3 separate regions of the Cricetulus griseus genome follow, and all the other regions are linked to region 3. Evidence: chromatin contacts called from public Hi-C data. All regions are on one chromosome and are shown on one strand. The core of a region is the stretch at or near the end of the contact, and the rest is flanking DNA. Distances in the headings are between cores, read along the strand shown.

Region 1 (3,563 bases), core at 950-3,449, 220 kb before region 3:
TCTAACAAGGATGCAGAAGATATATACATCCACACACATGTTAAGACATACACATCTTGACACACATGCCAAGAACAGAACTTATGGATGCTCAGTAAAAAGGAGTTGTGCTATGAAAACCACTTGTTGACAGTGAAAAGAGATATCTATATCTAGATAGATAGATAGATAGATAGATAGATAGATAGATAGATAGATAGATAGATAGATAAAAGAGTTAAGGAGTTTGTGAAAAGTTTTCTGGTGACCTGTGTTTTGAAGAATGGGTAGAGAACTGCAAGATAAAAACTAAATGTGGGGCTTAAAACTTTGGCACACTGAGGGTGACAAAGCCCTGAGGGATATAAACAAGGGCTGGTTCTTTAAGACTGAAGAACACTGTGCAGGTGAGGTAGAAGGCCTGGATGAGAGTTGGGATTTACATGAGAAGCAATGTAGTCCTCTAAGGAGCCTCAAGATTGTCATATAGGGATCTAAATCAGCAGAGGACAAATAAACTGAAGAAAAAGACATTCAGTAATTAAAAATTAATTTGCTGTCTGGGCATTGTGGTGTACACCTTTAATTCCAACACTTGGGAGGCAAAGGCAGGCAGATCTCTGTGAGTTCAAGGCCGCCTGGTCTACAGAGTGAGTTCCAGGACAGCCAGGGCTATATATAGACAGAGACCCTTGTTGCACAAATTCTAATTGGTATTAATGATAAAAACCCAGAGTCAGAAAAGCAGAACGGCCAGCCACTAGAGAGTTCTTACCTCCACCAATGCTAAGACCTGTCTTCAGACTGCTTAGACTGCACTGCTCTTCAGACTGCATCCTCAAACTGACTGCCTCAGACAGCATCCTCAAACTGCTTCAGACTGACTGCTTCTCAAGCTGCCCTGAGGTCCTGTCTCCTCCCACCTTATATTCCTCTCTTGGCCCAGCCATATCCAAACCTCCCTAGTGCTGGGATTAAAGGCATGTCACTACTCCAAGTGCTGGGATCACCTCTGTGTGAGCTCTGTTTCTCTTTTATACTGGACCAATTTTGTGTGACCCACGGTAGCCTTGAACTAACAGAGATCCATCTGCCTCTGTCTCCTGAGTGCTGGGAATAAAGGTGTGTGCCACCACTGCCTGGCCTTTATGACTAACTTGTATGGCTAGCTATCACTCTGATCTTCAGGCAAGCTGTATTTGTTATATCATAAACAAAAATATCACTATGGACCCTGTCTCAAAAACAACAACAAATTTGCTATAATGCCGGGATGTGGGAAGTGGATGCAGAAGGATGGTAAATTCAAGGCCAACTTCTCCTACATAGCAAGTTTAAGGCCATGAGACCCTGTTTCGGTAAAAAAAAACAGGTGCTAATGTATCTCAGTGGTAAAGCATTTAACTCACATGCACAAAGCCCCAGGTTCAGTCCTCATCACTGAGGGAGAAAAAAAGAACACAAATTTGCAAAGTAGCAAATATGTATAATTTACAAGTTTAGTATCCTAATGCACAGCACAAGGACTGATATAGGTAATGAAATTGCAATGTGTATCAGATCTATGAAAAATCAGATTGTATCTGCTCTTGCCACAGAAACAAAAATAAATGTGTATGTAAGGCCATGGTTGGATGGGTGGATGTGCTTCACTGGAGTAAGTTATGTACTGTTTATACAGACCTCACAAATATCATGCTGTATACCTTAAATATGCATGATGAAATTTGTTTATTTTAAAGGTTAAATAGCAGTGATTTAGAGCCAAGGTAGTAAGCACTGTACCCCTCTTGATGACTCTGATAATGATAGTACTAGTTTGGGAGAGGATTTCTAGGGGGGACAAGGGAGCCCTTTGAGCGACAGAAAAACACTCTGTATCTTTATCTAGGTGACAGTTACATGGTTGTGTGCATGCTTACACACTGAGCCATACACTTAAACTGCATGTATTTCACTAAGAGATGAAAGAAAAGAGGGGGTTGCAGGTAAGAGAGAGTCTAAGCCTTGTTGTGACCCTGATGCAAGAGTAAGAGAGAGTCTAAGCCTTGTTGTGACCCTGATGCAAGAGAGAAGAGGGTTAGACTACCGTGGGTGAAACGGATACCATCTGCTGAGGCCAGGCATGGACTCGGAGGCACTTGAGTCCAAGCTGGCTAATTGGCTGTGTGTAGGAGGTGGGAGGGCAGAAGTCTCTGCTGTCTCTAGAGGCTTCCTGTTCTAGGGATGAGTAGATGCTCTGAGCCACCACTGGTGAGGAAATAAAGCAAGCACAGGGCGGCTTGCAGGGCTGAGGCTGCCAGCTTCAAGGCTCACTGCTGAGGTGGAATCTGGGGTTCTGGCAAGATGCCCCGTTTTTTCACAGCATACCCCTGACGGTGATGGCAAGGCAGACAGAAGCTGCTTTTCCTTCCAGTTCTTTATCTTGTGCAGTAATTATGAATATTAGTTCCATGTTTTCACACACTCATGACTCACACGCTTTGGCTGAAGATGAGATGCTGCAACAGAGTCCTGGTCAGCCACTCTCGGGGTAGAACCACTTTCTCGCTCCCTCTCCAGGGATCCAGGACTTTGATGAGTGAAGGGCTGGGCTGTGGGTAACCAGTAGGCTTTTTGCCATTATGCAAGGACTTAGCCTTCAGGCGCCCATTTATGGTCCCTCTGCCCCACCCCCTTCTCTAGGGGCCCAGTCTGATGCACTACATGGTATCGGGCCTATGGTTCCAGAAATTCTTCTTCTAGTATGGACTTGACTTGGGAGATCCCCCTTTGCCCCAAACTTTTCTTTTCTCTGGAGAAAATGATGTAGAACTAGGGTCATATCTGGGACCAGCTGAGGACAGGAACCCTAAAGCCCCAGGGAGGGTGATTCAGAGTTTGGTCTTGCTGTAAAGAAACTGGTTCAAAGTAGTAAATGCCCAGCTGGGAGGCGAGTCTGCCTTTGGTTAAGACTGAAGTGACGGCTATTAATGATTGCTAAAATAAACGCTGAGAGCCATGGAAGACAGGGTCACCCTAACTGGAACTCACTGCCCATTACCACTTCCTGTTCTGTGTGATGCAAAAGGATGGGACTCTGTGGTCAGGTGGCTTTCCTAGCATTGTTTGTGCTAGTGGCAGACTGTAGGAAGGATGGAGGGAAGCAGGCTGACCTGTGTGCTTTAGACTCACATATGGTCTGTCTGGAGAGGGTTGACAGCCCTTACATTTAAGGTGCTGTGACACCTCCCTAAGGGTCTCCTACCTGCATTACATAAGATTCATAATGAAAGCAGCTTTCAAATCCAGGATCATGTGAGGTTCGAAAATCTGTCCTCCAGCCCCTGTTCCCCTGTCAGTCAAGTTTAAGAAACAGACAGGGATGTCTGGGTCCCTTGCAGCTTTAAATCAAGACTTTTTTTCTCTTCTATTTTTTTTTAAACAGTATTAGTTATTTCCCCCAGGCAGTCCATTTCTGGAGTCATCTTCAAGTTGTGAAAATAATTATTGAAAGTAATAGCGATAAGCCAAAACAGCCATAGTACATCCATGCAGCAGGAACTCCGCAATGAAAATGGGCAAAGCTAGTGATGAATGAGTAA
Region 2 (3,249 bases), core at 560-3,059, 240 kb before region 3:
ACTTAGATTCTTTGAAAATTCCCTGAGGAAGCAACTGTGGCTCCCCTCTGCGTAGTTACCCCTGGCAACAGTCAGAACCCTGGGACACCAACACCCTGTCCCTGGTCCCTCAGGCTATTGGCTCTGGCCCTCTTCTCAGAGATGACTGATTGGCCTTTATCATCAGCCCATTCTGGAAACTACCTCAGCCCCTGTGGTGCATGCCCCCCCCCCACCTCCAGTCCTCTCGCCAGTGTGTGCTAGTGGAAGCTGTCATCCATAGCTGAGTTTCTACAGAAGTTTAATGAGAGCTCCTACCAGCTCAATCCCGAATCCTGAATGTGGTGGGGGGAAAGTATTAGGCATGCCTCGTCCCTCCATCTCCTCATTGGTGAAGGCCACTGCCTTTTGATGATAAAGACCAGTTGAGCATGTCAAGAAATACGTGCTGCAAACAACTTAGAAAAAAAGAAAAAGCCTAAGGCCTTCTGCATCCATGTCAGGACTTTGTGGAAGAGGGTAAAAAAGGACAGAGGCATAAACTCCTCATAAGGAACGTGCATTGTATGAGCCCTCCCCAGATGCCTCCTAGAGTAAAATTTCACTTGACACCAGAAACTGGAGGGTGTTGGTGTTGATGTTGGTGTTTGTGTTGTTTCTTGGCAAGTAAAGAGGTAGTCTCCATCCTTACTCCTGACTTGGTCTTGTCCACTGGAGATAGGAAGAACAGCCAGGGCCAGGGGATTGGAGCATAGAAAAAGGAAACTACCTGAATTGTGTTAAGCTTGATGGAGTGTTACTTGAGAGTATACACACTGCCCCCCTCCCCCCAGTAAAGATATAGAAAGCTCCCTCACTGGCCATAAATGGCCACCAGCTGATGCTAAAGATGTAAACCTGTTAGGTTGAAGGCACTGTGTTAAGGGCTGGATACAGTGTGCCCCCTAATAGACACAGTATCTTCCCTACTGAGATTTGCTAGAGAGACTATACAAATTAATATAAAAGTTATTCCAGTCTGTCATAAAACATGATAGAAATTACATGGAATTATGGGCAAGCATCATCTGGGGACTTTTCCCTAAGCCAGAAGGTCAAATAGTCACTTCAGAGGTCGGGCAAGAATCCAATGCATAGCCTCAGGGAAGGAGAGGGTTCACTTTTCTAAACTAAGAAGTGCCATGCCTGTTGAGAACGTCCTAGGAGTTAAGGCGGAAGTGGTGACTAACCAGAGTGGTCCACCTGGGTTTCCTCCCTTTGTCCTTGAAAATGAGTCTGGTGTGCAATGTAGTTCACTGGACATGCCTATTAGTTTCCATTTGAGATGTGATCTGCACCAAATTACTTACTGTCCCTCGGAGCCTCTGGTGACAGCTAGCAACTTTGCTTTCCTGTACTGTAAAATGAAAGGAAAAAAAAAATACTAGACAGACATTTCGTGTCACCCAGGGTAGCTGTAACCTGGTTTTATTTTTATTGTGCCCTTAGCTTCTCTCACCTCCAGCTCCTCCTCCAAGCCGATGATGCCACAGACAAGAAACTTTGTAAAATTCAGGATGTGCGAAGGCTGAGGGGGGAGACAGAGAAACTTAAGAATTGTTAGATTTCACCTTCAGGGGGCGTGCTCATGACGTCCAACCCCGGTGGAGGCGTCCTACTTTTTTGCATTGCTGTGAACTGCTGAGTTGGGCACCTGCCAGCATTCAGGCAGCCGTTACATAAGACCTTTCTTTTTTTCCTGGAATTTAGGCTCACTGCTGATGTGCGACCTTCAGCAGTAATTGCCAATAAGTGCAGCGGGAGTGTTTACTCTTAGACACTGGCAACCACAGAGCAAGCTCTCCTCGAAGCATACAGAAGCCACTGTGGAGTCTGCTCAGGGCTTTTACTCTTTTGACTCTTTCTTTCTTTCTTTCTTTCTTTCTTTCTTTCTTTCTTTCTTAATTTCTTTCTTTCTTTCTTTCTTTCTTTCTTTCTTTCTTTCTTTCTTTCTTTCTTTCTGCTGAGATTATTCAGAATGCCTGAAGTGGTGTAATTGAGTCAAGCCAGATTGCATTTTTAAATAATGGACCACAGAGAGAGTTCTGAATAAGTCTCTCTGTAAGATATGCATCAAACTACATGGGTGGAGTCATATAATTTTTAACTTATATTTGCTTCTAAAAGCAAATACGTTTAAAAAGAGACTTGTAGATGTGAATATTTAAGATTGTTCTTGTAAATGCTAGATGACTTCTATTTTTGTCTCAGCTTTCTTTCTGTTAATGAAGGGTTCCGAAGGCTGATAAAGGAGGGGGCCTGGTTAACATGTTTGCAGGCTCATTCACTCCTGTTTTGTTTCCTTCCCCTGAGGTTATAAGTAGATTAAAAAGCAACTGAGTGCTGATTTAGGGGGCCAGAAAAGATAAATCCTTTTTGCTGCCCTGATATATCAATCTATCATACATGTCTTGACTTGTATTCAGTTTCTTCCAGGATGGTCCACATGGAAACATTGTGTTTACCAGAAAATCATGGATGCCTTGGGGCCGTAGAAGAATTCCTGTTAAGGAAAGTAGAAAGCAAAGCCTATTCACGGGCTCTGCTCTCTGCTGGTCCAATAATAGACACACATAAAAGGAATGGATGGAGAAATGGACAGGTGTGAGGGGGTTGCTGAATTGCAAACACCAGAAATAACCTAAGCAGTCTATGGGCTTCCTTAAGAATTACAAGGCATGACAGATGTGCATCCCTCCATAAGAAATCAGGTACTTTATATATAAAGTAGGCACATGAGTATCTTCTATGCACATAGCCTATTGCTTGCTTGATTGACATCAAGTTAGGATGCCCTGATTATTGACCTCACCCAGGAAGGACATTGAGGGCTCAGAAACTCAATGTACTAATTTCTACTTAAATGTTCGCTGGTCATTTGAGTCTATTAAATTACATCTGACTGAACTTCCCTGAATGACCTGGGAAGACTTACAATCAAAGGATCAATGACAAAGCAGTCTGGGACACTACTTGGTTTTCAGGTTCGTAACAAGGCTTGTTAATCACCCACCAGCTTTGAAGATTTCACTGTAATTAGAGATGTCAGCAGCATGTACTAGGAGGAGAAATAAAACCTAGAATATTTAGGTCTTAAAATTTTATTTCTTAAAATGTGAACTGAAATCTTAGCATTCAAGCAAAATGATAATAATAACTGGCTGAAAAAAAACTAAATTCATTTATCAGACCCTACTCTTTACTTATATTGGTATCATATTTACATAGCTA
Region 3 (3,239 bases), core at 560-3,059:
GAATTTGCAGGGCAGGGGAGCGCAGAGGTCAGTGAAATCCCCAGCCAGGCCTCATTTTAGTCATCAATTTCCACTGGCCCCTTGCTGCGTGTCAGCGTAGCTCACAGCGCCGCAGGTTCTGCGTTTCAGATGCTTTCCCAGCTCCGGGCTGTTAGAAGGTCAAAGAGACCAGACTTTTCCAAGGCAGGTGGGGGGCGGGGGGAGGAGCTAAGCGAGATCGCTGAGAGCTGGGGCTGCTGGAGCTACCCTTTGTGCCCCACGCAAGGCTCTGCGAGTTAACCTCTACTACCTAAACGTCTTGGTTAGTATTAAATTAAAACCTCATCTTTTGTTCTCTGCCGGTGACCCCGATAGACTTTCTGATGAAGGCTGTCTTCTGATTGGCCTCGTTCCCAAGGTCCCTGTAAATTCAAGGTCAAAATCCGCAGTTGATTCTCCACTGTCTCTAGCACGAAGTCTAACAATGGGAAAGGGGCTCAGTGAATGTGTGCTTCATAAATGTGGAGATTTCACTCTGATAGGCCAAGAGGTTTTTTAAATTTTTTTCCCCTTCTTTTCTCCTCCTGCCCTGGAATAGACCGCAAACAGCGCCACCCAAGTTCCTGGTTAGCAGCGGGATCCCCTGCAGGCTGGCAGCCCCTGTGCGCGGGGGTCACAGCTTGGATGCCGGTGCAGAGGCTTGCAGCGAGCGGAGCTACGACCCGCGTCCGGGCCACGTGAAGCGTCACGCCCCGCGCTGCTGCAGGGCAGGCGCCGTCGCCGCGGTTGTGTAACGCTGCAGCCGGAGGGGAGGCGACCCGGACGCCTCTGCTCCGGAGGGGGCAGAGGAGGGAGGGAACGCTGGGCACTGTGCCCGGTATCTTTCTGTGCTTGACTAGCCAGGGTGGGTGGGGGCAGTGAGGCACCCTGAAAGGCGGGAGGAGATGGGTGCGCGCCAGTCGGGTGCCGGGCCACCCGCAGGCTGCGCCCCGGAGCTGAGCTCCCGGGAGAGTGAGGGGCCGGCGCAGCTCACACGGTCCACGGTCAGGTGCGCGCGGCGTGCTCGGCGGCGGCCTCGGCTGCCCTAGCGCCTGGCCGCCTGCCCGCTTCCCATGGGGTGACATCCGCCCCGCCCTCGGTCCCTCCCCAAGGCGGGCAATTCCTGGACACTGGGGTGAGCGCTGGGGAGGGGGGGGGGCTGGGAAGCGGGGACGGAAAGAAACCCCAGCCTCTGGGGAAGGCCAAGAGGGGGGCGACGACTCCCTCCGCTGCGCACCGGTTCCTAGGAGCGGGCCAGGCGGGGGAGGAGGAAGAGGGCTGGGCTGGAGCGACCGAGGGGATATTCCTCTCCCGGCTTGAGTCAGACGCGGGCGGATCCGTCCTCCCCCGTTCCCTCCCAGGAGACGGGAACTTACTTCATTTCCCTGGGGCAGGTTCGCCCACGTTACCAACCCCCCTCCCCCCCAGTTCCTTCCAGCTTCCGTGCCCCCCACCCAGCTGGGCAGGACTCGGGCTGCGCTGCCACCCCCTCTTTCGGGGAAAGGAGGCCGCAGCCGCAGACACCTGGGGCCCGAGGTTGGGGTGGGGGGGGGCACTTCGCAGCCGCCAGAGCGTTGTCCAACACGTGAGACTCATGTGATGAAGCCGGGGGAGGGCGGGCAGGTCGCTCCTTCCCTCCCCGGCAGCGGCCAGACGTGCTTGGAGTCACAGGGTAGAACACGTAGCTTCTACCCACCCACTCGCTCCCATTTAACCCAGCCCGCAGCCTCTCCTTACTCCTCGGCTCTTCCCCTCCAACAACTCCCCCCCCCCGCTCCGCCCTAAGCAACCTCCCTTCCCTCCCGCCTCCCCGCCCGCCCCACTTCTCATTCACTTGGCTCGCAAGGCGCAGACAGCGCAGCGAGCACACACCGCCAGTCTGTGCGCAGAGCGGGAGCCAGAAGCCGCGGGGACACCCGGCCATGCACGCCCCCAACTAAGCGACGCCTCAAAGCCGCGGCTCCTGGCAGCCCAGCTCATTGCAAGGGAGCTCAGGCTAGCTCAGAGGAACATACCCCTTGAGACCCTCGGATCCTCCCTTCCAGGGCAGTCCTCCCTCGGACGCTCTGCTAAGTGCAGACAGGAGCGCGCAGTGGCCCCGGCTCGCCGCATCATGGAGCGGATCCCCAGCGCGCAACCACCTCCTACCTGCCTGCCTAAAGCGCCAGGACTGGAGCACGGAGACCTGTCAGGGTAAGTGTGCACTGTGACCCCATCAAGTCTCCGCTCCTAGCTATGTATTCTGCGCCTCTCTCAACTTGGGGCACCTCTGGGAACACGGGGATTCTTGCATCAGTAGGGCTCCTGCAGCCAGTGCACACTCGGGAGTCACGGCTCTTTCTGTCCCCTTTCCCTACAGGATGGATTTTGCCCACATGTACCAAGTGTACAAGTCCAGAAGGGGGATAAAACGGAGCGAAGACAGCAAGGTAGGTGCATCCTCTGGGGACCCCTTCCCTAGTCCCTCGCGTGCGCTGAGTTTCCAAGAAAAGTTTGCTTGCCTGGAGGTTGGCTTGGGGGTTCAAGATGTGGTGAGCTCATTGTCACACCTGAGTGACTTGGGAAAGAAGGGACAGAAAAGGTGATTCTGGGTGCGTCTCTGATCTGCGCCCTTGCAGGATTTTTTCCCTGCTGCCGGGAGGGGAGGAAGGGAGGCTTCGCTTTCCCTTTCCCAGGCACCCATCATTCCACGTACTCCTTGCAGGAAACTTACAAATTGCCGCATCGGCTGATTGAGAAAAAGAGACGTGACCGGATTAACGAGTGCATTGCCCAGCTGAAAGATCTTCTACCCGAACACCTCAAACTTACAGTAAGTGAGAAGCTGGCCTTGCTCCAACCCAGCTCTTCTGCCCAGAGGGCGGGTGGGGGTCACTCGCCGCCTGCAGGCGTCACGAGGAACTGCAGGCTAGACGGGCGGATCAAAGCTCCGGGTAGTTCTGGGTTGGAGGGAACCCATCCCTAGTCCCAGGACTTCCAGGCAAAGGCAGAACCATCACTCTCTGAGGCCTCTTTAAGTTGGTTCCAACACTAGCATAGCTCCCTTTTGGTAATTTCCATCGCCTTGTAGTTCTGACTTAAAGGCTCACTCGCACACACAAACACAAATTAAGCCCTTTTCCTTTTCCATCTTCCATCCCGTGTGTGTGTGTGTGTGTGTGTGTGTGTGTGTGTGTGTGTGTGTTTCTTTCCGTCATATCCTTTACTAGTAGCCAAAAGCT

The links. Hi-C and Micro-C count contacts between places; a contact is called where the count stands out from the background.
Region 1: a contact with region 3 is called in a Hi-C map of the CHO-K1 cell line, with 2.4 times the contacts expected there. The contact joins the enhancer-like site here to the promoter of Bhlhe40 in region 3. A contact is called at or near these places in 2 of 8 Hi-C or Micro-C datasets (the CHO-K1 cell line and fibroblasts).
Region 2: a Hi-C map of fibroblasts shows a contact between it and region 3, with 3 times the contacts expected there. The contact joins the enhancer-like site here to the promoter of Bhlhe40 in region 3. A contact is called at or near these places in 4 of 8 Hi-C or Micro-C datasets (the CHK-Q cell line, the CHO-K1 cell line, fibroblasts and 1 more).

What each region holds. Positions count from the first base shown.
Region 1 is chr8:36,050,272-36,053,834 of CriGri-PICRH-1.0, reverse strand. All of the region lies in intron 43 of Itpr1 (inositol 1,4,5-trisphosphate receptor type 1), which reads left to right. Among named protein-coding and RNA genes, the nearest start is that of Bhlhe40, 220 kb to the right of the region's middle. Within about 2 kb of position 2,199, at least 5 of the 6 cell types and tissues checked have open chromatin away from gene starts, as enhancers often do. A contact at or near this core is called in the CHO-K1 cell line and fibroblasts, where this site is marked.
Region 2 is chr8:36,068,296-36,071,544 of CriGri-PICRH-1.0, reverse strand. The region is part of intron 39 of Itpr1 (inositol 1,4,5-trisphosphate receptor type 1); the gene reads left to right. Among named protein-coding and RNA genes, the nearest start is that of Itpr1, 220 kb to the left of the region's middle. Within about 2 kb of position 1,809, at least 3 of the 6 cell types and tissues checked have open chromatin away from gene starts, as enhancers often do.
Region 3 is chr8:35,828,796-35,832,034 of CriGri-PICRH-1.0, reverse strand. It overlaps Bhlhe40 (class E basic helix-loop-helix protein 40), which reads left to right and starts at 1,809. Exons shown (of 5, transcript XM_035448635.1): 1 at 1,809-2,211; 2 at 2,378-2,447; 3 at 2,723-2,830. The coding sequence starts at 2,132.